2 separate regions of the Astyanax mexicanus genome follow, and region 1 is linked to region 2. The links are chromatin contacts, called in public Hi-C maps. All regions are on one chromosome and are shown on one strand. The core of a region is the stretch at or near the end of the contact, and the rest is flanking DNA. Distances in the headings are between cores, read along the strand shown. Region 1 holds the start of actn4 (actinin, alpha 4). Region 2 overlaps actn4 (actinin, alpha 4).

The links. A called contact is a pair of places that touch in the nucleus more often than the background predicts.
Region 1: a Hi-C map of muscle shows a contact between it and region 2, with 14 times the contacts expected there. The contact joins the promoter of actn4 here to the enhancer-like site in region 2. A contact is called at or near these places in 3 of 3 Hi-C or Micro-C datasets (blood and muscle).

The regions. Positions count from the first base shown.
Region 1 is chr4:58,723,089-58,729,035 of AstMex3_surface, forward strand. actn4 (actinin, alpha 4) reads right to left here and starts at 2,451. Exons shown (of 21, transcript XM_022668351.2): 1 at 2,153-2,451. The coding sequence starts at 2,275. zgc:85932 (CysPc and EFh_PEF_CAPN13_14 domain-containing protein) reads right to left here. Exons shown (of 21, transcript XM_049476752.1): 21 at 5,580-5,888. The coding sequence ends at 5,862.
Region 2 is chr4:58,686,199-58,693,082 of AstMex3_surface, forward strand. It overlaps actn4 (actinin, alpha 4), which reads right to left. Exons shown (of 21, transcript XM_022668351.2): 9 at 4,359-4,451; 10 at 3,372-3,602; 11 at 3,113-3,260; 12 at 2,316-2,466; 13 at 2,117-2,225; 14 at 1,885-2,025; 15 at 1,348-1,530; 16 at 1,077-1,211; 17 at 749-928; 18 at 252-398. Among protein-coding and RNA genes, the nearest start is that of f3b, 25 kb to the left of the region's middle. Within about 2 kb of position 1,428, the one cell type or tissue checked has an H3K27ac peak away from gene starts, as active enhancers do.

The sequences.
Region 1 (5,947 bases), core at 1,201-3,700, 38 kb after region 2:
GCCAGGAAACATCAGCGATCCAACAAACCACCCAGGAAACAACCGAACCCGAACAAACCTAGAAGACCCAAAAAGAAACAAGAATTCTAAGCAAACTCAGGAAAACATTCAGAACCCAATAAACCATAAAATAGCCAGAAACCCTCAACAACCCAATAAACCCAAGAAATAACAAGCCTCCAAGACCCAAACCCCCCAAAAACCTAAATTCCAACAAGCCTCCAAGACCCAAACCCAACAAGCCCCCAAGACTTAAACCCACCAAAACATCTAAAAACCAAACCTGCCAAACATCTAAAACCAAACAAGCCACCAAGACCCAAGCATCTAAAATCCAACAAGCCTCCAAAACCCAAACATCTAAAAAACAACAAGCCTCCAAGAACCAAATCTAACACACCTCCAAAACCCAAACCCACCAAACATTTTAAACCCAACACGCCTCCAATACTAAAACCCTTACACTACTTTAAAACCTGCCCAACATGAATACAATCAAATCTACACAATGTCTAGTAATGTAGTAAAGCAGGGGAACAGGAATCTCTGCGTTCAGTGATTCGAAACTGTGCAAGATAACAGATAACAACGTAGGACCAGGCGTCCGCCCAGGCGACCTTCAGCACAACAGAGTCAACAAGCCACTCTTGATAAAAAAAAAAAAAAACTTTAACGTTTAGACCACTCCCACTACAACAAGGGAGCACTGATGCTAAATTTAACTGGTTGTATTTGGACACAATAAACCTGTTCATACTTCACAGGTGGAATAGAGGTGCTACAGACATTCACCAGATGTTCCCCAGAGGTTCCCGGGGAACACAACTTACCCACTTCAGCATTATTACACCAGGAAAGGCGTTCCAACAAGTCTAAACTGGAAGGACTGTTTAGTGGGGGCAGTTAAGCTTAATTATACACACCAAACCTGAACCTGTGCACGCAGCACAGGTAAACACACCTGCCTTCAGGTGTGAACCACAGTCCGACAGGTAAATCACAGGTACTGAGCGATTACGAAACTTTTTAAAACACTGGAATCAGGAATCAAGAACCCTGATGTTCCTGCGGCTCAGCAGAAACTTAAAACTCAGAAACTCAAAACTAAGTAAACACTTGGGTTTTTATTTCACCCTGCACCCTCTCAGCCAATCAGAACGCTCGCCTCGGAGTGACTGACGTGGCACTGGACCAATCAGACGTGGGGAATTCCTTCAAAAGAGGGCGGCGCTGTAAATCATTGATTTGTTCTTTATGCCGCTCTGCTTGCTTAAGAGAGAATTCTTCTACTTTATCGTTCGCATGGAAGATCAAAGCAATCAAACTGATCAAGTTGATTGATTAGATGAAGAGGGAAAACGGGAAAAGACGTTCATTGGATTGATTAATGATTAGAGATGGTTATAGAATATAATAAGAAGGAAAATTCTTCACTAAACTGCCACTAAACTATGAGGCTGAAGTTGCCTTCGTCTTGGAATTGCTCGATCCACCTTAAATGGTCCAGCAGTTTCATTCTGGCGCCTCGAGTCGACAGAATGGAACTGCTGGATCATTTAAGGTGGAACGGGCAATTCCAAGCCGTAGCCAACTTTAGCATTGTCTGAAACTGTCAGAAATTATCCAAAACACTTCAAAATTTGTGAAAACATTAAACAAAGCATTTTCTTCGACAACACCACAAGAACCCACACAATCTACCAGGGCAACCACCTAAAAATCCCAAAAATGTGCCCCACTCCCACAACACAGCCCAACCCAACCAACCATTCCTACCGTTCACACTCACTCAATGTGGCTGGCTCAATGTGTTTAACACAATTCAACTATCCACCCTACCGACCTTTAACTCTTAAATACACTGCTAAATATTATTATTATTATAAACCCAACACAACAACACCTCCTCTACTCCCCTCTATACTACATTAAATTCATTAAATACATATTAATACAAATAAATTAAGCAGTGCAGCCCTCAGCCATTTTAATCCACCAAACCGCCTTCGAACCACCCAAAAAACGGTTTAAATCGCTAAAAAACAGCAAGAAATCAATGTTAACTCGGTTTTAAACCAACACCCAAGATCAAGCCCAGGCCCCGAGCAAAGCCCCGGGCTTTCCTGAGCAGCGCGGCCGCCCCACAGCTCACCTTCCTCTGCTGCTTCTCCCAGGCCGGGTCCAGCAGCAGGTCTCGGTCCCAGTCGCTCTCCGGCTCCATGTAGCTGGTCTGGCCGGAGGATGAGGCGCTGTTGGCGGCGTGGTAATCAACCATAGCAGGGCAAACTGGAGCGAACCGGGGCGCCTCGAGTCTCTCAGCCGGGGAACAGATGAACGCTAGCGCGGTGCGGCGGCGGCGGTTCGGTCGGTCGGCGGCGGCGGAGACAGTCGGAGCTTCGGGGAGCCAGCGGAGCACTGATACGCCACCCGGGGAGGTGGGGGAGGGGCACATTCCGGACACGCCCACTCTACGTTAATATTCAACACGGGAGTGCCCGAGAACCTCCAGGAAAGGGGAGGGACGTGTGACGGACACGCCCACTGCTCATTAATATTAAAATACTGTACTAAAGTACTGAAGTACTGAGTGAGTGGTTTAGTAAGTAAAAATTATGTATATTTTATAGAATTACGACAATAATAAACGCTGTTAAATGTTGATTAAAGCGACTGTAACTATCATACTTTCTGTAGTAACTTATAACATCACCTATGTGTGTATTTAAATTTTTAATTTGTTTTATTTATTTATATACATACTTTTTATAATATTTAATACTTTATTGCTATTATTATCTTTTTCTTTATTTTATATTATAGAAATTCTTTATTTTTTATGTGTCAATTCTTTTATGGTCTTTTTAGATTTTTTTTATTTATTTGACAAAATTTGTATTTCTATTATTATTATTATTATTATTATTATTATTTCTAATTTCTTATTAAATATTTTCAAATACTTTTATACTTTAAATGCTCGGTTGTATTATAAATAAGGGGTCACCCTCAATGTATTCCCCAGTAAAAATAAAGATTGACTGATTCTTATTTCATTTAGGATCAATAAAATTCCATCTGTCTATAAAATATAACACTAGCAAAAAGGTGAAAGTGCTACTATACAAACCCGCTCACAGTGCATTAATATTAAAACTGAGAGCTGGATGAACATGAATAATTCTTTGTTTTATATAAAACATTTTCATAAAGTTCCTTACACTAAATCACTCTCTCATAAAAATAAAGATTTCAGCAGCTCTAATCTCACCAGTTTCAGTTCCGAGTCGGGTCAGGCTGATGGAAAGGGACTGTGATGAGGGTTTACATTTCTTTTATTATTATTATTTCTAATTTTATCCCATTTTCTCCCCAGTTTACACAGCCAAGTACCCAACCCCCTCGTTAGGACTCCCCCTATCACTAGTGATGCTCCAACACCAGGAGGGTTAAGAAGACCAGCACACGCCTCCTCCGATACATGTGAAGTCAGACTCCGCCTCTTTTTGAACTGCTGCTGATGCTGTAGCATTGCTGAGTAGCATCACAGACCTAACGCTCAGAGGAAAGTGCCTATGTGTGTATTTAAATTTTTCATTTGTTTTATTTATTTATATACATACTTTTTTATAATATTTAATACTTTATTGCTATTATTATCTTTTTCTTTATTTTATATTATAGAAATTCTTTATTTTTTATGTCAATAAAGTGCAGCGACTCGGTTCTGATACATCAGCTCACAGACGCAGCCTTGTGCTGATCCACATCACCCTAGGAGTGATGAGGGGAAAGAGAGAGCGCCATCTACTGTACTGTACCCAGGCCAGAGAGAGAGCAAGACCCACTGTGCTCTCTCAGGGCTCCAGCAGCTGATGGCAAGCTGCATGACCGGGATTCAATGTAGTCTGCTGAAATATCTTGAAGGAGGGATAAACTAAAGACACGCCCACTGCTTATGAATATTAAACACAGATGCTCCAAAACTCCTCCAGGGAAAGGGGAGGAGTCAATAAGCAAGTAGTAGTTGAAAATACTAAAAATAAATGAGTATTATGATATACTGTATATATATAATATACAAAACTATATATATATATATATATATATATATATATATATATATATATATATATATGTGTGTGTGTGTGTGTGTGTGTGTGTGTGTACATATATTTGTGAATGATATTAAAGCAGCAACTATCCAGAAATATTTACTCTAACCCTGATGTTATTTATTTTATTTCATATTTATTATTATGAATATTAAACAGGTGAAGAAGAACTAAAATATGTAATGAATGTTAATGAGCGTGTCATGGCTCAGCGCTGGCCCCGCCCACATTCCTCTCCATTCATTCAGTGAATATTTTAACGCTTCAGCTCACAACAGGATTTCACCATCAGACCACAATTATCATCATCATCCTCATCATTACATCTTCATCACTACTGAATCCTTTTAAACTTTTAGTTTCTACTCACCTTCAGAAAGGCTGTTTAATTCTATAATTTAATTCTTTACTTTTTTATGTCAATTTGTTATATGGTCTTTTAGATTTTTTTTATTTTTTAGCTTTTGAAATATACATATATTTTATCCAAATATATTAAATGTTGATTTACAGTGAGTTTTTCTTTTATTTATATATTTTTTACTATTTTGTTCCTTATTATTTCTTATTAAATATTTTCAGTCCCTTTTATACAGTAAACTCTCAGTGATTCCAGAGTAAAAATAAAGTTTGATCTGCAGACTCTTGATATTTTAATCTCAGTATCTTCATGATTTAGAGTCTCCTGGAATAGTTTTCTCAGCATCTTGAAGGAAGGAGTTTCTGGAGGTGCTGAACAATAGCTGCTGCTTTTCCTTCACGCTGTGAAGCTCCAGCTCATCCCAATTAAATCACCTCAAATCACCTTAATCTCAGTTCATCAGGTTTAGATCAGGAGATTAATGTGGAGGAAAAACACTTTAATACTCTTTAATACTGAATTATATATGAGTCCTGCAATCGATTTCATCTCCTTAATATTAATCTATAATGTAGAAAATACATTAAATAAAGAAATAGAAAAAGTTCTGTGCTGCTACTGTATGTAAATCTATCAGTTTAATATTAATTTATAACATAAAATATGTAAAATAATTTGTAATATAATGAAAGATCTTGGTGTTAATATAGGGTTAATAAGGGGTTAATAAGGGGTTATTAGAGTGTTAATAAGGTGCGGTAGTGGGTCAGTGGAGCTGTGTTGGTATGTGGGGCACTAAACTCTACTCCAGTATGAATTATCCGCACAAAGACTCATGAATTATTCATCACCTCCCCCAGTATCGCTCACTGGCGACAAGCCCCGCCCCCGCTCCTCTGATTGGCTGGCTGCCTCACTCCTTCAGAGCTGTGATTGGACAGGAGCGTGAGAATGAAAGACTTGCGAGAGGGAACTGTTAGCCAATCACAGCGCAGGGGCGAGACCCGGCCAGCCAATCACAGCTCATGAGTGCCCTCTGCTGGCCGGGGAGATACAGTGGTGAAATGATCGTAGTTATAATAATAAAAGAAAACAGTTCTGACATGTTTAAGTTTTTATTATTTTATTGTGATATTCCATAATTAATATAATATTTTATTTATGGCTTATAATTTTGTCACAGTTGGAAAATTATTAAAATTAAATTTATTTAAAAAACAGTTTAATTACAGATAACTGATCTAAACAATCATCCTAAAACATTCAGACATAGTTATTGTAATTTTCAGCTACTTAATTATGCATAATTCATATTAATTATTATTTATTAATTATAGAAACACATGAAAGTGAAATGGAGACGCTGGAGTCGGAGCGCAGGTCTGATATCAGTTATACATCGTCATGTGGAGCCACTGCAACACACACACACACACACACACACAGTGTTTACAATAAAGTGGCCACCAGTGTG
Region 2 (6,884 bases), core at 178-2,677:
TTTTCAGAGCTGTATTTTCAGTAGTAATAGTAAATATTCTAGATAATAATGTTTATCAGGGTTACTGTAAGCGTATTATTATATAACAGGTGATATATAACAATAATGATGAATATGTTTTCTGTAAGCGTCTGATTGCAGTAGTATGTGTATGATTACTGTGTGCACTGTATAGTGATAATAGTGATATTAGTGATAATAGTGATAATAGTGTATTAGTGTAAGCGCTGTACGGTGGGGGAGTTCCTGACCTTGTCGAAGTGGTTGAAGGACGTTCGGTACTCGTGGAGCTGTTCCTGGCTGATGCCCTTGGCGTCGCGGGTGAGGATCTGGTTCTCAATCTCGTTGATGGTTCGAGCGATGGTGGTGAGGAGCTGCTCCCAGCCCACGCGCAGGTGCTGCACAACACAACATACACACACAATATACATATTATTTTTCTCTATAAATTTACCAATAATTTTATTAACAAATGGCGTTTTTACACTTGAAAGTCTCAGTACTTAGCTTTGTGTGATCCAGTCAGATTTGGTTTCACACTGCAGGTTAATGACAGACTAAAGAAATGTTCTACATCCTGTCGTCACCAACTACGAAGTATCTTTATACTTAATATTAATAATTGGATTGCTCTGTCAGACTGTGTCTCTTTTCTTCAATTTGTACCATTAATTTACCAACAAATTCAACAATAAATTTACTAATAAATTCACAACCAAATTTACTAAAATGCTATGTATTTCAGTACCTCCATGGTGTAGGCGGTGTACTTGTTGTCGAATATGAGAGCCTCCTGGATGAGCTGGTGATTTCCCTCCAGCTGGTCGATGTTGGGTTTGTAGTCGATGATGCTCTGCTCGTACTGCCGCAGGTGGGTCAGCTGATCCTCCAGAGTTCCATTCATCTCTATAGATATCCTGCCGATCTCCTGCACACACACACACACACACACACACACACACAATTTAACAGGGTAAAAGTCCGTAGAGAAAAGGAATAAACCTGATGGAACAGGCGCTCATCAGAGCTTTGGTACTGTGACGGCTCGAGATCAGGTGACCCTGATCCTGACTGACCTCCATCTTGTTCTGGATCCAGGGTCCGACAATGTTGGCCTGGTTGGCGAATTGGCGCCGGAGGTGGTCGTTGGACTGCTGGCGGGCGAGCTCCTCCTGCAGCGCCTGGTCTCGCTGAGGAACCAGCTTCTGCACCTGCACACAGCCGCCACAGGGGGGAGACATTCTCCATCATCTCCATCACACACACAGTACTCAATCACATCTATCACAACCATCACAAGAATCAAAGTAACAGCCACAGGGGGTGTCACACCCCTCGGTATCATACCTTGTCCCATTTGCTGTCGATGCTGCTGGGGGTGATGGTGGTGTAGGGGTTGGTTCCTGCCAGTTTGATGCCGTTGTACTGGGCAATCTTCTGGACCTCGGCCTGGATGGCCTGAATGGCCTCGCGCTCCTTATTGGCCTCGGGAAGAGTAGCTTTAAACTGTTCATGAGCTGTGATCAAACCCTGCAACCGGGAGAGAAACATCAACAACACTCAGAGACAGAATCAACCAGAGGCAGACTGAGGAAGTCAGGAGCAGAAAGAGGGATACAGGGACAAATAGAGGCAGAAGGAATCCTTTAAAGGCAGAAAAAGAGATTAAGGGAGAGACAAGACCAGTAACCGGCATTCAGTGCCAGATAAACGCAGTCAGGGTCTGATAGATGCAGTCAGAAACCACTCATGGACCAACAGGTTAAATTAGTGGTAGTCAGGTCAGGGCCAAAGGCAGCTAGAATTAGTTACTTTAGAGGCAAGAAGTGCCAGTAATTAGAAGTAGAAGTAGCTAAAGGCAGTTAGAAGGCGGGGCTACAGTACCTGGATCTCCTCGATGTTGTGGACGATGAACATGTCCTGCAGGTCCTCCATCGCTCCTTCCATCCAGTTGTTGAAAGGCGCCGCCCTCTTGGCGTACTCGAGGTACAACTCATCAATCGACTCCAGCTGTTTCTCCGTCCTCTGCACACACACACACACACAAACACAATGTGTGTTAATGTAAGCAGTGTGAGTGTACGAGTGTGAGTATACGAGTATGAGTAATGTGTACCTCCAGGGACTCCCTGCGGCTCTGTGTGAGAGATCCCAGGACGTCCCACTGCTCACAGATCTTCTGACAGCGGGCGTTTACACTCGGGGAGTCATAGTAGTCCAGTTCACTATAACACACACACACACACAGGTTTAATACACTAGCTACATCACTCTTCTCTCTGAGGTTTTGATAATGATCTTGGAGTCTCTCTCACTTCAGCTCCTGTGCGATTGCGGCGATCTGCTCCACGCGGTCCTGGTGGGCGGCGAGGTCGCTCTCGAACGCTTCGTGTTTCTTCAGCAGAGCTTTGATCTCCGACAGAGACGCCGTCTCGTAGTCCTTCTGCGTCAGCATCGCCTCCTTACCTGTATACAGTTCAGCTCAGAGTCAGTATTAAATAACATACAAACACTTGCACAAACACTCTCGCACAAACAAACACACTCGCACAAACACACTCGCACAAACACACTCGCACAAACACACTCGCACAAACACACTCGCACAAACACACTCGCACAAACACACTCGCACAAACACACTCGCGCACAAACAGACTCGCGCACAAACAGACTCGCGCACAAACAGACTCGCGCACAAACACTCGCGCACAAACACTCGCGCACAAACACTCGCGCACAAACACTCGCGCACAAACACTCGCGCACAAACAATCGCGCACAAACACCACCAATGCTGACTGTTGATGGTCAGGTTTGAGTATAAGGGTCTTGTGCTTTCAGCTCTACAGTCCTGCCTGTGACCTGGACTGAAGAGTTCACAGTGTAAACTGCAGGTGTGATTGATGATCTCATACAGTGAGAGTCGGTCACTCCTAGTAGTGATAGGAGGAACATTACTAACGGTGATCTCAGTGATCTGTGCAGAACATCCTGCAGTTACATGTGTTGCTGCCTCTCATGCAGAACTTCCAGCTGAAAGCAGAACCTTATAACTCTACTTGTGATGTGTTTGAAGGGTGTGACGGATCTGGACAGGGTTCTGAATTACCGTCAGTCCAGCTCTCGTGGATGGTGGCTTTTTGGCGGAACTTCTCGGCAAGGTGGTCGAGTCTCTCCAGACGGCGGATCTCGTTCAGCAGCCACTCCTCATAACCCTTCTCCGCCCCCTCCAGCTTATGCCACGCCCCATTTATGTCCTAACCAGAAGGAACATGCATTAAAATTACCACTGCATAACACACGGGTATAGTGTGTGTTATTAAAGATCTGTGTGTGTGAGTGTGTGTATTTGTTTATGTATATCTCACCGACACCATGCGTCCCTCCGAGGGCATGAAGGCGGGGCGGTTGCTGAGGCGGAGCTTGGTCTGCAGGGTGTTGAAGTTGATCTCCAGCTGGCACTTCTCCTGGACTTTGGGGGGTTTGTGGACGCGACGGTAATCCCGGAAATCCTCCAGCTTCTGCTGCATCTCCGCCATCGTCTTCTCCGGTGCTCGGTTCTCCAACCACGGGATCGTCCTGCGGATCCACTCTAGCAGCTACACACACACACACACACACACACACACACACACACACACACACACAGGAATGTTAAAATGAGAATAATATATCAGTTTTATTATTTACCCTTTAGACGTGTTCACACAGCGGGAGGATTCTCAGACGGTGCCGTAAGGCTGTAGATTTACCTGCTGTTACCGGTGTGTTTGTGTATAATAACTGACTAACTGAATAACTGTGCATTTATTTTAATTAATGAGACATGTATTTAAAGTGCAGTACACACAGATACACTAGGGGGCAGTGCAGATCTGCTGAAAGGCCAGAGCCGGTTTATGGGAAGTTAAAAAGCTTTAAAATGGGTTCTGTTTGAGGAAATGAGAACAAATTTCAGTATAAAAAATATCAAACATGTATAAATGTAAAATTTTGCTCATTCGCGCAATAGAAACTCATTCATTTTACACTGACTCAGGAGCGCCCTCTAGTGTCTGATAAACCCAGAATACATTCTCTAATGGGTATTCTCCTCTATAGGAGTTCACTGGGGTACAGCTGGTTGTTTAAATATACAGGATTTGGCTACATATCAAGTATATCTCTAGCTTTAGACTCTCGCACACATGCGCACTCTCGCACAGAGAGCACTCTCGCACACAAACACATTTTCGCACAGGCGCACTTTTGCAGAGCAAGCAAATCTAGCACAGGCGTACACACTCTCACAAAAAGTGTTCTCGCACACGCATGCTCTCTCTCTCACACACTCGCACACAGGCTTGCATACTCACATCGCTGGCCAGCTTCTCGTAGTCCTCCATCAGATGCTCGTTCTCCTGATTGACGGCCAGAACCTTGCAGATCCTATTGGCCGCCGTCTCAGCCTATCAGAGAGCAGCACAGTCAGTAAACAAACACACACTCCACTTTCCCAGCCCTGAACTGGACCAATCACCTGACCAGCAGGTCAGTGTTCCTACACCTGAACTACAGACTGTGTTTGTGTGTGTGTAGGTTATTAGTGTGATGTTGATGTGTGTATTACTGTGTTTCCACCCAAAAACTTTTACACACAGTGCTGCAACCAATCAGATGCTGTCATAACATTAATTAGCAAGATTAGCATTAGCAGCTAAAGATACAGGCATTCAGACAGTCAGCATGCTAATGTTAGATACAAACGGTGTCCTTCAGGAGTTCTATACTGCAGACACTGGAAAGGACTTCTTTTTAGAACCACAAAAAAACATTATAGGGATGCACCGAATATCTGGCAACCAAAAATATTGGTTAAAGTCATGATTAAAATGACACTGCAGTGGTAAATGTATGATAAAAATAGCACTGATGAGTTAGGACTATAGAACAGAACTACAGAGGTAAATTTTATCTGAGGTAAATATTTGATTATAATTGCAACATTGCAACTACAGTAGCACTACTGAGGTAAATGTATGAATATAATAGCACTGCTGAGGTAAATGTATAATAAGAATAGAACCACTGAGGTAAAAATATGATTAATTTAATTTCGATGCATCCCTAAGACATATATAACCCTTTAGTCTCACAAGCCAGACATCTGAACTTCCTTCTTCAGGAGAACGGGCCCTTTGACTGACATGCACAGCGACCAATCACAGGCCGTTGTTTGATTCATTGACATTCTGGAGACTTTATGAGCTCTTCAGCATTCTAAAGAGATGGCAAAAGTCATGGGACACGATACCATTTCTGACGTGGTGTTTTCTGATTGTCCTCAGGTGAATGTCTCACCTGGTTCAGGTGTGCTGCAGGAGGTAAAGTTACTCAGATCAGTGCTGTGTGAAAGTTTCAGTGTGTAACTCAACCTCACACTCAGTGATCAATTAGCGCACACACACACACACACACACCCCGAGTGACCACAGTGCATCACACTCCAGGGTACGGTCACGGCTACAGTTCTGGGACAGGCTGGTGGTGCAGCATGCTAACTGCAGCATTAGTAAGTAGGTGGGTGGAGCCTAACTTCATGCTGCAGAACCACAAACCCAGGCATTCTATAGTACCAGCGCCAGCCCGGTTCCACAGGGGTCCTACAGCCTGAACTACACACTGAAATACAGAGAACCCACATCTCAGCTACAGGAACACTGCAGAACCACAGCGTCCCACAGCATCACTGTACACAAACCCCGCCCCCTCCCCCGAACACAAACCCCGCCCCCTCCCCCGAACACAAACCCCGCCCCCTCCCCCGAACACAAACCCCGCCCCCTCCCCCGAACACAAACCTCGCCCCTCCCCCGAACACAAACCCCGCCCCCTCCCCCGAACACAAACCCCGCCCCCTCCCCCGAACACAAACCCCGCCCCAACCTAAACTCAAACCCCGCCCCCTCCCCCGAACACAAACCCCGCCCCAACCTAAACTCAAACCCCGCCCCAACCTAAACTCAAACCCCGCCCCCTCAGATTGATGATCATAATGTAGACTGATATTAAACAGTGCAGTAAATGTCAGGTCTGAAGTGCAACTTAAAAAATAATTTGAATACATAAAACATAATTCCCATAATTCCCAGGGCAGAGTTTCCCACAGACATTACACCAGAGCATCATGGTATAGGATGTCCCAGTTAGACTCTCCCTGCAGTACTGAATAATCAGACTAAATAATCAAACGGAAAAATTGGACTGAATAACCAGACCAAATAGACAGAATAGTCAGACCGATTGCACTGAATAATCGGAACGAATAGCTGAACCGAATAGTCCAATTAATCAGACTGACAGAAAAAGTGCAACCGCAGAATAACAGACTGGGACTTTTCTTTTACTCTCTATCTGCTGTGTCCTGCAGGGGGAGCCGCTGAGGTGTAATGGTTTATGGGAAACCCTGAGAACATCAGAAACATCAGACAGCAGTTAAACATGAGGAAACGGTGTTGAGAAGAGAGCGGAGAAGATCCAGAGCCGACCTTAAAGCGTAACAATGACAAATCCAGTAGGTGAAATGCAGCACACACTCATTACAATTAATTAAAGTAATTAGGAAACAATGGCATTTACATACACTATAATAATCAAGTATTTTAAACCCTACCAAAGTTAAATCTTTCATATAACCATATAAAAGTGTATATATTACTTATACACAGTATTATAATAGACAATGGCATTTCTACTTAAAGGGAACATACTAAACCTGTTTTTACACAAGTCAGAATAAGGTATGTCCATACCGTTTAAGGGTTCAGTCACTTTTATGCAAAAAAGCTGTTGCTGGTCACGCCCCATGTTTACGCCGAGCGTTTACCATACATTAGCAGTGT